Regions from separate parts of the Mus musculus genome. Here region 2 is linked to region 1. A link is a contact called in public Hi-C data. All regions are on one chromosome and are shown on one strand. The core of a region is the stretch at or near the end of the contact, and the rest is flanking DNA. Distances in the headings are between cores, read along the strand shown. Region 1 overlaps Gm43464 (predicted gene 43464). Region 2 has its middle 50 kb from the start of Gm40107.

What was found. A called contact is a pair of places that touch in the nucleus more often than the background predicts.
Region 2: a contact with region 1 is called in a Hi-C map of uterus, with 2.5 times the contacts expected there. The contact joins two enhancer-like sites. A contact is called at or near these places in 1 of 15 datasets of contacts at CTCF or cohesin (pro-B cells), 7 of 484 Hi-C or Micro-C datasets (the G1E-ER4 cell line, cerebral cortex, differentiating embryonic stem cells and 3 more) and 2 of 115 datasets of contacts at active chromatin or transcription factors (embryonic stem cells and pancreatic cancer cells).

What each region holds. Positions count from the first base shown.
Region 1 is chr3:100,700,311-100,706,503 of GRCm38.p6, reverse strand. It overlaps Gm43464 (predicted gene 43464), which reads right to left. Exons shown (of 4, transcript NR_168313.1): 4 at 5,522-6,193. Among named protein-coding and RNA genes, the nearest start is that of Gm43464, 11 kb to the right of the region's middle. Within about 2 kb of position 3,218, at least 62 of the 459 cell types and tissues checked have an H3K27ac peak or open chromatin away from gene starts, as enhancers often do. A contact at or near this core is called in uterus, where this site is marked.
Region 2 is chr3:100,764,769-100,770,961 of GRCm38.p6, reverse strand. No RefSeq gene overlaps it. Among named protein-coding and RNA genes, the nearest start is that of Gm40107, 50 kb to the left of the region's middle. Within about 2 kb of position 2,626, at least 48 of the 459 cell types and tissues checked have an H3K27ac peak or open chromatin away from gene starts, as enhancers often do. A contact at or near this core is called in uterus, where this site is marked.

The DNA.
Region 1 (6,193 bases), core at 1,969-4,468:
CTTGGCTCCTTGGGTGTCAATATCAGCTGTTTATGTTTTGTATTTACTTACATGATCCTGTGCCCCACCCCATCCCACCGCCTGTGGCCCCCCTCTGTAGGTTCCCTTATATAACAAAGTCAACCAGGGCATGGTTCATGACTTGAATTTCAAGTTTTCAAGTAACTTTTTGGAATTCTTTACTTCAAAGTGATATAAATATCCAATGACTAATATTTAATTTGATGAGCAGTAGTCGGGGACCCTTATCCTTTTTCCTTTTGCAATTTTATCACTTCGCATTAACTTTTAGAGGTTTAAATATGTCATCTCGCCATGACTCTGTAAGTTTTAATTATCAAAGCAGCTACATCAGGTTTGGGTTTTTTTTTTTCTTAAACCAAAAGCAGAGTGACCTTATTTTATAGCTGAAACAAAACCGAACGCTCGTTTCCAACATCAGACAGTTAGTAGGTCATTCCATAAAGATTTATCTGTACTTAGTGGGTAGAAGAGAATTTCAAATAGGGTCAAACCAGGCACTCAGTTATCTTTAACCACTTAAGACTTGTCAGGATTTCCTTCATTAAAGGCTTCATCTTGGCTAGATGACATTGGTTTTTTTATGAAGACTCAAAAAGCAAAACAAAACCCAACAAAAACCATAGCAAAACAAAGGGAAACAACACCCCCCCCCCCAAAAAAAAACCTACTGCATTCAACAATTTAGAGAACCAAAAATTCAGCAACTACTTTTAATATAACCGCAGGGGAAACAAAAACAATGCTGGTTTTCTTTTGTTTCAGCAGAAGAGAGCTTCTCTATGGGACGGGAGAAGCAGGCAGTGTTTCATAACTGTATTTATACACCTGGCATAAGAAACGAGTTCTCCAGAATGAAAGCAAAATCTAGGGCAGAAATAGCTGGGTGTTGGAGGAAGGTGGGCATGCGTGTAGGAGAGAGAGTGAGGGACAGGCGTCTCCTGTCTCTTAGATTTAGAAATATCAATTTCTTCTTGCTTACTTTGCCGCTGTGCAATTCTTTGAAGAGATGTGATTAAAATCCTCAGCGTCTGCACCCCCGTTCCCACCCCCACCATTCCCTTCCCTAGCAAAATCTGTTGCTAGTGCCTTTTCTGTGGGGCCTGTCTTGTCTTGTGTGGGTTTTCTCTCCGGACTAACAGCTAAATCAGGAAAAGGTCTTGGCCACAGCTCACTGCTTCAGTGACTTCTCTGAGGCCAGCTGGGGACTGACAGCCTCAGACACCACCTCTCTGCCCCCCCCCCCCCTTGCCACACAAATGCAATTGCCTTGAAAGGCAGATGCTTTCCTCTGTTAACCTCATACCGACAAATAAAAAACGGGAAGAGCGTTGATCGCTCATGCAGTTTCTCCCTGATCATTCTAGGAAACAGAACCAAGGAAATGTTCGGTCTGAGAGAGACGTGGCTTTTCTTAACAAACATTTCACATGCACAATCGTTACAAAATGTCGTTTGCAGAGTTCTTTGGGGGGGGGGGGGATGAAATGGCTCTTCTTTTCTTCTTTCATCTTCCTATGAAGGTAGTGGTTGTGTGGAGGCAGGAGGGTAAATGCTTGGTATTTAGGGAATAGGCCTCATTATCTTCCGTTAACAACGCATCTTTAAAATATACATAAGGCTTTATAAATTATAATTTTGTCATTACATATAAGAGTACCCTTTCAAACATGTTTTAGGTGAGGTCAGAGGAAGGGGGATTGTTGACGATGTTTGGGTTATCTTGGCTGCTGGAATTTTCTGTAATGTAATGGTCGTTTGTCTGCTTTCCCAAGCCCACCTTTCCACCTCAGAGGAGAGACAAGAAGGCTGCCAGTCCATAGGAGAATGTGCACCGCAGTGGAGCAAGGGCGACTACCAAGGCGAACACATCCTCTAGCCCTGACACCGGTGCCTCTTAGTATGTTCTGGCCCTTTTCCTGTAAGCTTGTTCTGTTATTTAGTAGCCTCTTGGATCTGCTGTTTCTCTCAGTGAGGAAACTTGCTGGCACCTGCATGCCTAAATGAGCGGAGACGGGCGTGCCCTCCCACCCGTGCTGAGAGTCTGAGACCTGCAAGCCTGACGTCACGTGACCCAGCAGGCCCTCTCCCTCTCCTCCGGATTCCTCTGGTTTATAGCTTAACTAGGGACCAAGCCGGGAGTGGTGGCGCACGCCTTTTATCCCAGCACTTGGGAGGCAGAGGCAGGCGAATTTCTGAATTCGAGGCCAGCCAGGTCTACAGAGTGAGTCCCAGGACAGCCAGAAACCCTGTCTCGAAAAAAACCAAAAAATAAAACAAACAAACAACCCAAAAAACAAACAACAAATAAACAAACCAAAAAAACTAGTGACGGGGAATCTTAGCCTCCCAAGCCAGACTCAAAACATCAGAGAGATGAGTCCAAGCTAGTCAGATAGTCTGACTTCCTACTAAGTCTAGTCCCTCCATTGTTTCAATGGCAATCCCAAGTCTTCTCGTTTCTGAAGTGGAAACAACCAGGTTGTAAGAAGCATAGGTGAGAGCCAAAGTTAACTGCTAGGTATATATACTTAATTCTAAACAAATACAAACGATTATCAGTGAAGGCAAACAAACGTGAAATTTTCAAATGTGACCGGTGACTCCGGTATCTTTGAATCAGTTTCTTGAATGAGTAATTGGTGCGCAGGTTTAGCTTAGCTTTAAAATACATCTTTTACTTCAATTTAGTTCTACAATTGTTGGTTTTGTGCAGAGTTAAACTCTGTACAGAGGAGCAGGCATGAAGGCAAGCTCCCAGCTGAGCGTTTTTGCTATATACTTCTCCTGGCCTCTACAAGTTGTCTAATGAATATTTATGACTCAGTACTAATACATGTCAGACTCTGAGAGCTGCAGCACAGTATCCTCTGCCCTTTCATCCCGTCTCTCCTGTGTTCTGGGGTCTTGATACTGACAATTATGACTGTAACATCTATTTTTATTAAATGAGAAAGGGACAAAATTAGGGAAATGAAAGGCTTGGGTGCGCTTGGCTCGACTGCTTTTTAAAACGCCTATTAACTATTAACGTTAACTTTGTTCTGGGCATTCTGCCAGCTGCTTTTCTCATTGCTCTATCTTTTAGTCATTTCAAGAACATAAAAGGAAGTTATTTCGGCTGAGGATCTGAGAAGTTATTCGGTCTGTTCTAAGCTAAACAGCTTGAAGTGGTAGAGTCCTCAGCTATCAATAGCTGGGCTGTCTATTTTCATGTCCCAAATATTGTTGGAGGGCCCGCTATGTGTCATTCACTTTGCTAGGCTCTAAGGGCACAGTGAAGGAAACAGCCCTCCTGGTTCTCGTAAGGCTGCCAGTTTAGCAAGGAAGGCTGAAGGTAGATAGGCTGTGGCAATTGAGCATCACCACATAGAGCGTGTGGGGAGGTAGGTCTTGCAGGCAGGAAGGGCTTGCAGAGGCTCAGGGGTAGGAAAGATCGAGGGGCCTCTGGAGATCTGCAAGGAATTTGCTGCCCATTAGAGCATTCTAATCAAGGCACCAGCGGCAGAGTACCTCGTGAGCTCTCAGGAGGGGCCATTTCCTCTCTCTGGGTAAGTTAGACCTAGCATGAGTTTACTTGAAGTATTGTGCTGCTAAGGCTCTCCCATGTTTCACAGAGTAGTAATAAGGGGCTCCGGGATGACTGTGTTCATTTCTATAATTAGAGGTTTTCTAAAAGAGATGGAATGTAAAGACTCTTCACCGTTGTTCCTTTTTCTTGGCCCCCATCATGAGTGGAAGGGCAGCTTTGACTGGGTTAGAGAGCATTTAGAGTAACATGTAGAGTTTGTGTGTGTGTGTGTGTGTGTGTGTGTGTGTGTGTGTGTGTGTGTGTGTGTTTATGATGCAGAGTAAGATTTAGGTGTGTGTTGTTGACACAAATCTCTCCTAATAATATCAGTATATTGATACTTGTCCCAGGCTGTGTCTTTGAGCTATATAGGTTTTAACTGTTCATTGGTCCTTATAACCCTAGGAAGTAGGATCAACTATGTCTAGTGATTCCCAGGAGGAAACTGAGGCACAGATATATTAAGATATTAAGATTGTGTTCATACAAAAAGTTGGCAGCAGAGCTCAACTTTTTTGTTTGTTTGTTTTTGTTTTTGTTTCTGAGACAGGGTTTCTCTGTATAGCCCTGGCTGTCCTGGAACTCACTTTGTAGACCAGGCTGGCCTCGAACTCAGAAGTCTGCCTGCCTCTGCCTCCCAAGTGCTGGGATTAAAGGCGTGTGCCACCACTCCCGGCTAGAGCTTAATATTTAAAGCTGGGACTGTGTGGCCTCAAGTGGTTACTCTTGACAGTTGGTAGTGTGGTATAAGACGTTCATGAAACCATTACTGCCAATTATTAAATGTAAGTCTTGGTTCTTTGTATTGTTGTTCATTTATGGACAGTCTCATGGGTAATTCCTCCATCCCAGATGTTAGAGCTTATGACTGTCAGTGGTCAGAAAACCAAGGTGCCCATTCCACCTTTGGCAGCTACTAAGAGTAGAGTGCTGCCTGTGGTTGGTGGTACTTGTCACCTAAGCCTGAAAACTAACTTCTCCTCAGAGGCCTCCAGAAAGGTTTAAGATGGGTGGTGCTATCATTGGCAGTTGTATGTTTCTAATGAAGCACTGTAGGGTTCGTTATGTGACCAGGTTCCATCCCAGATTCTAATCTATGGGTAACTTAGAGTAGGGAATGTGGAGATGTAAAAACAAGACAAACTCCATGTCTGAATGTGACATAGAGATAAAAAGGTCTTGTTAACAGAGAAAATGAAGAATTCCTGGCATCATCCATGAGGATGAGGATGATGATGGTGATGGTGACGACGACGATGATGATTGATGATGATGCAGTTGAATCAAAGACTAGAAATGCTTCCATAAACTTAACTGCCCCAACCCTGATTTGAGACCCATGGTCCTGTGGTATAGACTGGCCTTGAGCTCTCTGTGTAGCCAAAGTTGACCTTGCACTTTGTTCTGCCTCTGCTTCCTGAGTGCTGGGATTACATTTACACACTACCATGCTTAGTTTTATGTGATTTGGGGAGTCAAACGCATGGCTGAAGGCATGGCAATCACTCTACCAAGTGAGCTACATCTCCAGCCCCCTGGTTTGTGATATCGCTAGAAATATATTTAGGGCTCTGTATCTCCCAGCCTTTGTTATCCCGATGTTGAGATCCTTGGGGGTTTTTTTGTTTATTTGCTTATTTGTTTGCTTGGTTTTGTTTTGTATTTTAGAAGGAGTCTCATGTGTAGCCTGACCTGGCCTCAAACTTAGAATTCTCTGAAAGCAATTAACCCTTTATCGAAAGCAGTTGCCTAGGTTAGCGGTCATTTCTCCCTGTGTTTCTCATAGAAAACCAACTCCTGGATCTGTATCCTTTGGTCTGTCTTTTCTTGTTTATGTATGGCATATGTGTATGAATGTTCACATGTATGTGGGAGTATGTGTGTGGGCACATATTCTCTTGGGTATGTAGCAGAGTCCGGCAAGAAGCATTTTCCTTGGTCTTTCTCAACTTTATTTACTAAGGCCAGGTCACTCAATGAACTGAGCCCAGAGTGTGCCAATTTGTCTAGTCTAGTTAGCCAGGCTCCCATCCCATTTCCACCTCCTGAGCCTAGGATTACAGCAGGCCCACCACACCCACTCAACATTTAAATGGATGCTGAGGATGCAAAGGCTGATCACTAGGCTTGTACAGACAAGTCCTTTCTCCACTGAGCCATCTCCCCAGCCATTTCTCTACATGTGCTATTCAGAGCATTCCCCAGCAGTCCCAGTTTTTAAATTTAGTCAGCCCTGGGGACTTTAAGCCCTAACCAGCTTGAAGTCCCCAGTTCTGCCCTTACATCTGCAATGAGTTTCCTACTGTTCCATTAGCAGATGGGACTCTGCTGTACAGAAACTGCGGTTACCACTCCTCAAGCTGCCTGCAGGGATCTCCAGTAGGAGAGTAGATACAGAGAATCAGTTTAAATTCAGAAAACAGCGTTGATACAATAGCCAGATATTTGAAAAGCCTTCATTTACCCCAAACACATAGAAACAAGATAGTCAGTATGGGGGGGGCGGGGGTGTGACACTGGAAACTTGGCGGAAAAATGAGAGAGAAACTCTCAGAGCTCTGTCCTACTTCCTGGTTAACATGCCATTGAGCTGCAGACAGT
Region 2 (6,193 bases), core at 1,377-3,876, 65 kb before region 1:
CACCTAAATCACAGGCTGTTTTTTTCATTATAAAGAGAAAATATGCCATCATTTTAGGCTTTGGCAGAACATCTACGAGAAAAAAAAAGATCATAAATGGGACACAAAAATAAACCCAATAAGTTTCAAATCATAAAAATTTATTTGAGCCATTTTCTCATCTCACAAAGTAATAAAACTGGAAATTAAACAAACACATAAACCACTCACTTTCAGGTAGAGGGCAAACTCCCAAATAGTTATTATGTCAACATAAAATAAAGGTCACAGACATAGTCTACTTCAAAAATAATGCAAGTGAAAACGTTTTTCAGACACTGTATGTTGTTGACCACGCGTAGTGAAACTAAAGCAGAAAGAGATGTGAGGGTGAAGGGAGACAGTGCCCTACAGGTTGGAGCTCAGAGCACCAAGGAGGATCCCCTCTGAAGAATATGTGGAAAGAGAACACTCCAGCAGACAGCAACCTTCCCAGTGCATCTGAGTTCAAGCAGCAAGCACAAAACCTGATAGCTCTGCATTTGCTAACTTATTGAAGAAAAAGGTGGAACCACCCATTGATTTGAGAAAAGAAGAAAGCGAACAATACAGATAGCAGGTGACATGCTGATGAGGACAATGTGACAGCCAGCACTGAAACCATGTCCAAGATCCAAGCTTTATAAAAGATTTATTTATTTATTTTTATGTGTATGAGTGTTTTGCCTGCATGTGTGTAAGTGCTAAGATAGCTCTAATATAAAATCAGACCAAAGAGAAAGAGAAAGAGAAAGAAAGAGCATATTGTATGTCAAATTTTAAAGCAATCTTAGTTGTTCATCTGGAATCACAAACGAATTAAACTGAATCTACATTAAATAAGTCATGCGTCATAACTAAGAAATATTCATTCCCAGTATGCAAAGTAATGGGACTGAAAAATGTTAATATTATGCAACATGACACACCAATTCTTCTCAGTGGGTAAGACTTTGCTTACAATCACTATAGATGAAGAATAATCGTTTGAACATATTTAAAATTTTGGGCTGGGGGTGTAGTTCAGTGGTGGTGTTTGCCTGGCATCTACAAGATTCTCTGGGTCTGATCCCGAGCCTTGCAAAAACCCAACCAAAACAATGCAATTTCTTTTTGTTTGAGTTCCTCTGTCAACTTGGCACCTCTGGCCTCAGTCAAGATGGAGAAATGATAGGTGATATACAATATGAACAACGAATAGAATAGCTGGCCTCCGAAGGAAGAAACGGGAGCTACGAGGGTGGCAAGCAAGGACTTGGGGTAGGAGTATCAGACCTGCTGGCTCTATGGCTCAAACTCAGCATTTTCTGTCTTTGGGGAGGTAAGATACACATGGTTTGAAATCTACATTGTATAGGAGGCAATGACTAAGGTCATTGCAAAGAATTAGGACCTTGACAGGTGTTCCAGTCAGCTGGGAACAAGGACCATGCATTCTTGGCCCAAGAAAGGTTATAGGAAAACTTGAATCTGCGAAATAGTCTGATGAGAAGAAAAGCTCCTCCTATAGAAACCCAACCCTGGAGCCTGAACTCTGCTTGAGGGTAGAAAATGTAGCCAGCTGTTGTGAGCATAACCGGCAAATTCCTAGGGTGGTCAGCAGAGGAAAGCGACATTCTAACAGCTGAAGCTCCTCTAGGCACGTTCAGGGCCATGGCCTGATTTAGTATGATTTGGGTTTAGTATGGTTATTTGTGTGTGTGTGTGTGTGTGTGAGAGAGAGAGAGAGAGAGAGAGAGAGAGAGAGAGAGAGAGAGAGAAAGAGAAAGAGAGACAGAGACAGAGAGACAGAGACAGAGAGAGACAGAGAAAGAGAAAGAGATTGTTTATAAATGAAAGGGAGAGGATGGGAGCTTGGAGAGTGGCTCAGTGGTTAAAAGCCCTCTCTCTTTCTTCTCTCTCTCTCTCTCCACTCCTTCCCACTTACTCCTCCCTATACCCCTTTCTCTTTGCAAAATTATCTGTAACTAGTCAACATTTTCTTCTGGCCTTCAAACACACACACAAAAGCACACACACACATGCACACACACACAACTCATGAACACACACTCAAACACACACGTGTACACATACGCACAGCATGAGTCTTTATAAGAGGGTTTTTTTGTTTTTTGTTTTTTTGTTTGTTTGTTTGTTTGTTTTTTTGTTTTTTTAGTTTAGGGAACAGGAAGAGATAGAAACTGCACCCAGGTGCAGTGCCTAGCATTCGTTACCTGCTTGCTAGTCTCTGAATGGGAGATGAAAGCAAGCTCAAAGAGGAAAATATCCCTGCTGAAGACCAACTTAGGCTGGCTGTGTGTGTGTGTGTGTGTGTGTGTGTGTGTGTGTGTGTGTGTGCGCGCGCGCGCGCGCGCGCACATCTGTAATCCCCAGCCCTGGGAGCTGAGGCCTCAGCTCAAGGAGCTGCTACTATAGGCTCGGGCCTGTTCCCTTTCTAACCTGCTTTTGGTTCCCTGGATGCCTCAGTCAGCTCCTTTATGATAATCCCCTGCTGCTCCCACTTCCTCCGGAAGCTGGCAAATGCATAATGAACGGTCTGAAGTGCCTGCTTTTGACAACAGCGAGGGGCTTGTTCCCGAGATGACATTTGAACTGTGTATGGATCGCTCTGTCAAAGGACAATCCAAGAGAAGCCTCCAGACTCAGTGTTTCTGTGTTTATTCCAAACTCACTTTAGGGATTTCATGTGCCATCTTAGGTCCTCTGCTTCCCTCTTCTGGTCAACTGGAAGGAATCTTTTATAGCTGTTGACAACACTGGGGTGGGAATTAATACTAATATCTCACCCTAACGATCACTTTTCGGTCAGTAAGTGACACCAAGAAGGGGGATAAGTAAACATGGCATCATTGTACGTTCACAGCAGGACCATCGTGACATCTATTTACCATTCAGACTGTAGGGAAATTATTAACACAGTTGGTCCCAGATGTATCACTTGTAAAACCATGAAGTAAAAAAAGTTACACACGTACTCCCCCCCCCCCCAAAAAAAAAGTACTAAGAGTTTTAAATAGCACTGTGAATTCCTAGGGAGATAGATTCTGTAGTTCTAGATCAATGATTTTTTTTTTTTTGAAGTAGTATCCTAAGGGCTAAGATGTCACTCTGCAAAACACTCCAGGGAGCCATGTGACTGTAGACTCTGAGGGGTGAACTCAAGAAGAAAGATCGCATTAGAAACCACTATGGCAGCCTGAGGAATGAATGCCTTTTCAGTTGATAATAGACTTAATCTTAATCAAATAGTTTCGAGTTGAAAAGGATTTCAAAGGCCTTAAAGCAGTGTTTCTAAACCTGTGTGTGGGTCGAGAGCCCCTTGGGGTCAAATATCAGACATTTACATTACAATCTATAACAGTCACAAAATTACAGCTATGAAGTAGCAACAAAAATAACTTTATGGTTGGGGGTCACCACAACATGAGGAACTGTATTAAAGGGTTGCAGCACTGGGAAGGTTGAGAGCCACTGCCCTAAAGTTTCCTAGAGTTCAGACTCTTGTGTTGTGGCTAAGGGAACTGAGATCAAAAGCCACAAAAAAAAAAAAAAGTGTGGCCCTATGAGCAATCGAACAGCATTCAACTGTGAAGAAAAATGGACCCCTGACACTTGGGGAAATAGATGCAACTGACATCATTATACTGAGCGAAATAAGTCATACTCAGAGAGAAATACCATTTTCCTGCACATTTATGCTTTATAGTTAGATCAATCTACCTCTGCACTCGGGGTGTGTGTGTGTGTGTGTGTGTGTGTGTGTGTGTGTGTGTGTAGATAATGAAAGTTTAAAGGGGGGCATTAGAGAAAAGGAAGGGGAGACAGAAAGCATGAAAGTAGAAGAAAACACTATTGGGTGTGGGGGAAGGGAGCCCAAAGTGGGGAGGACAGAGGAGGGAAGACAGAGGTGATGTACATGGAACAGTGTAATGAAGCATATGCAGGGAAGTACTCTAGCTAAACTAAACACACTAACTTTAAAAAGAATAAGAAAAGAAAAGGCAACTGGGGTGATATTTGAAAAGGAAGAAATTCCCAGGAAAGTTGGGAAGGACTCTGACAGTATGTGGAGTTTCCCAGGTCAGATCAGCAACAAGGAAGATTACTGTTGGTGCCCAGAGAAGTCTGATTCATTCAAATGCTAAGTCATGCAATCTTTATTCCATAAGAAAGTGCACTTTAAAGAGTTAAAAGCCATGTGTAGGGTTTAGTGGTGCTCTGCTGGAAACTATGGGGTAGAGACACACAGTGTAACAAAACAGCAAGGCCCATGCTATTCTGTCGATTAAACACTCAGAGGTAAAGGAAAGACTAACTGGGTGGGCACTTAGGAGTTCAGCCCTTCATTTGCAGACTCTCATCCAAAAGAAGGTCAGAAGGTTGCTCTTTACCCGTAACTTCCGGCAAGTTTGCCAGTGATGACTTGCAACAAACTTCTAAAGAAGAAATAACTTTTATATATATTTGTGAGAGTCAAGGATTCATGAGCAAAGCACCTGCATTTTGACATACCGGGTCAGCTGGTACAAAACAAAACAAAACAAGCAGCTTGGTTTAGAAGAGGAGATAGAGGGCATCTGGTTCTGTAGAAAGACTTCTAAGATGAGGCAGTATTTGACAAAGAATGCCAAGCTCATTTAAGGCCACCATGGCACTTCCCCAGTCCTGTTACACACACATCAAATACAGTCAGGAAAATACAGTCTGTAATTCCAAACTTGATGCTTTTCATAAATGTTGACATTTTGGGGAGTCACCACTATGCTCCATATCAGTTAAGATATTCTGGCAAGTGTCAAAGAGTCAGTTTAGGATAAGAGGGGGTGGCTCAGTGGCATAGCATTTGCCCAGTACATTCTGGGCCTGAGGTGCAGGGGGAGGGCAACCAGTTTGACCTGGCTTAGGCAGAATCGAGAGTGGAGAATATTTATTGGAAAGCATACGAGAAACCAGAAGGGGTGTGAGCTAGTGAATGAACCACTGAGGCCATCACCTTTATCCCTCTTCTTCCTGTCAAGGCAGCTTCAAGTTCAGCTGCTGGCAGTTTCTGCTACCCTTGAGGCCATTGGCTCAGACATCCCATCTTCCTCACTAGACAGGAATCCTCTTACCATCAGAGTCCTGGAGACAGTCTGTGACTGGCCGTACTTGGAGAAGCGTGGTGGCTGAAAGTGTGGGTTTTAGAGGCAAGCTGCTTACGGTCAAACATTGACTCCCCTTCCTACTAGCTCAGCGGTTCTCAACCTTCCTTAACGCTGTGACCCTTTAATACAGTTCCTCATGTTGTGGTAAGGAACTTAAGTAGGAAGTTTGCTACTGGTATGAATCGTAATGTAAACACCTGTCATGCAGGAATTCTGATACACAGCTCCCAACCGTGTTGCAACGCACACGTTGAGACCTGCTGCCTGAGCTGATCTAGAAGTCCCTTAAGCTCTTTCACTTCCTCTTAGTGTATCCGTCACTTTGCTTTCTAAGGCTTTGAGAGAGTTCCATCCTGATTAGCCTCAAACCAGACCCTTTCATCAACTTAAGTGTCTATCAGATAAATGAGTAAAGACAATATGGTTACTATATACAGTGAAATAACACTTCTCCATAAAAAGGATGAAATCCTAATTTGAAGACACTATGTTAAGGTTGAAGAAATGTCTCCAATTCTCAGATTGACTCTTACTCCAGAGCAGTGGTTCTCAACACTATGACTCTTGAACACAGTTCCTCATGTATGGTAACCCTGAACCATAAAACTATTCTTGTTGCTACCTCATAACTGTAATTTTGCAACTGTTATAAATCTTAATGCAATCTGTGTTTTTGGATGGTCTTAGGCTACTCCTGTAAACGGGTTGTCTGAACCCCAAAAAGCACAGCAACCCACAGCCTGAGAATCTGCTCCAGAGGCTCCAACATTCTCCTCTAGCCTCTGTGGGCACTCACACTAATGTTACATCCTCCACACAGACACATAAGTTAAAAAATAAAAATCAATCTTTAAGAAAACAGCATGGGTTCTCTCATGAGGAAACTTGGTTTTATAGAAGTATAGTGTACTGTATTAAGTCTTAACAGTTCCCAGAGTATGGGGTAGAGAGCGGAGATATGAAGAGGGTTGATAGATATGGGGCTGTCCTTGAATAGAGCGGATGATTTCTAATGCCCTACAGCAGTA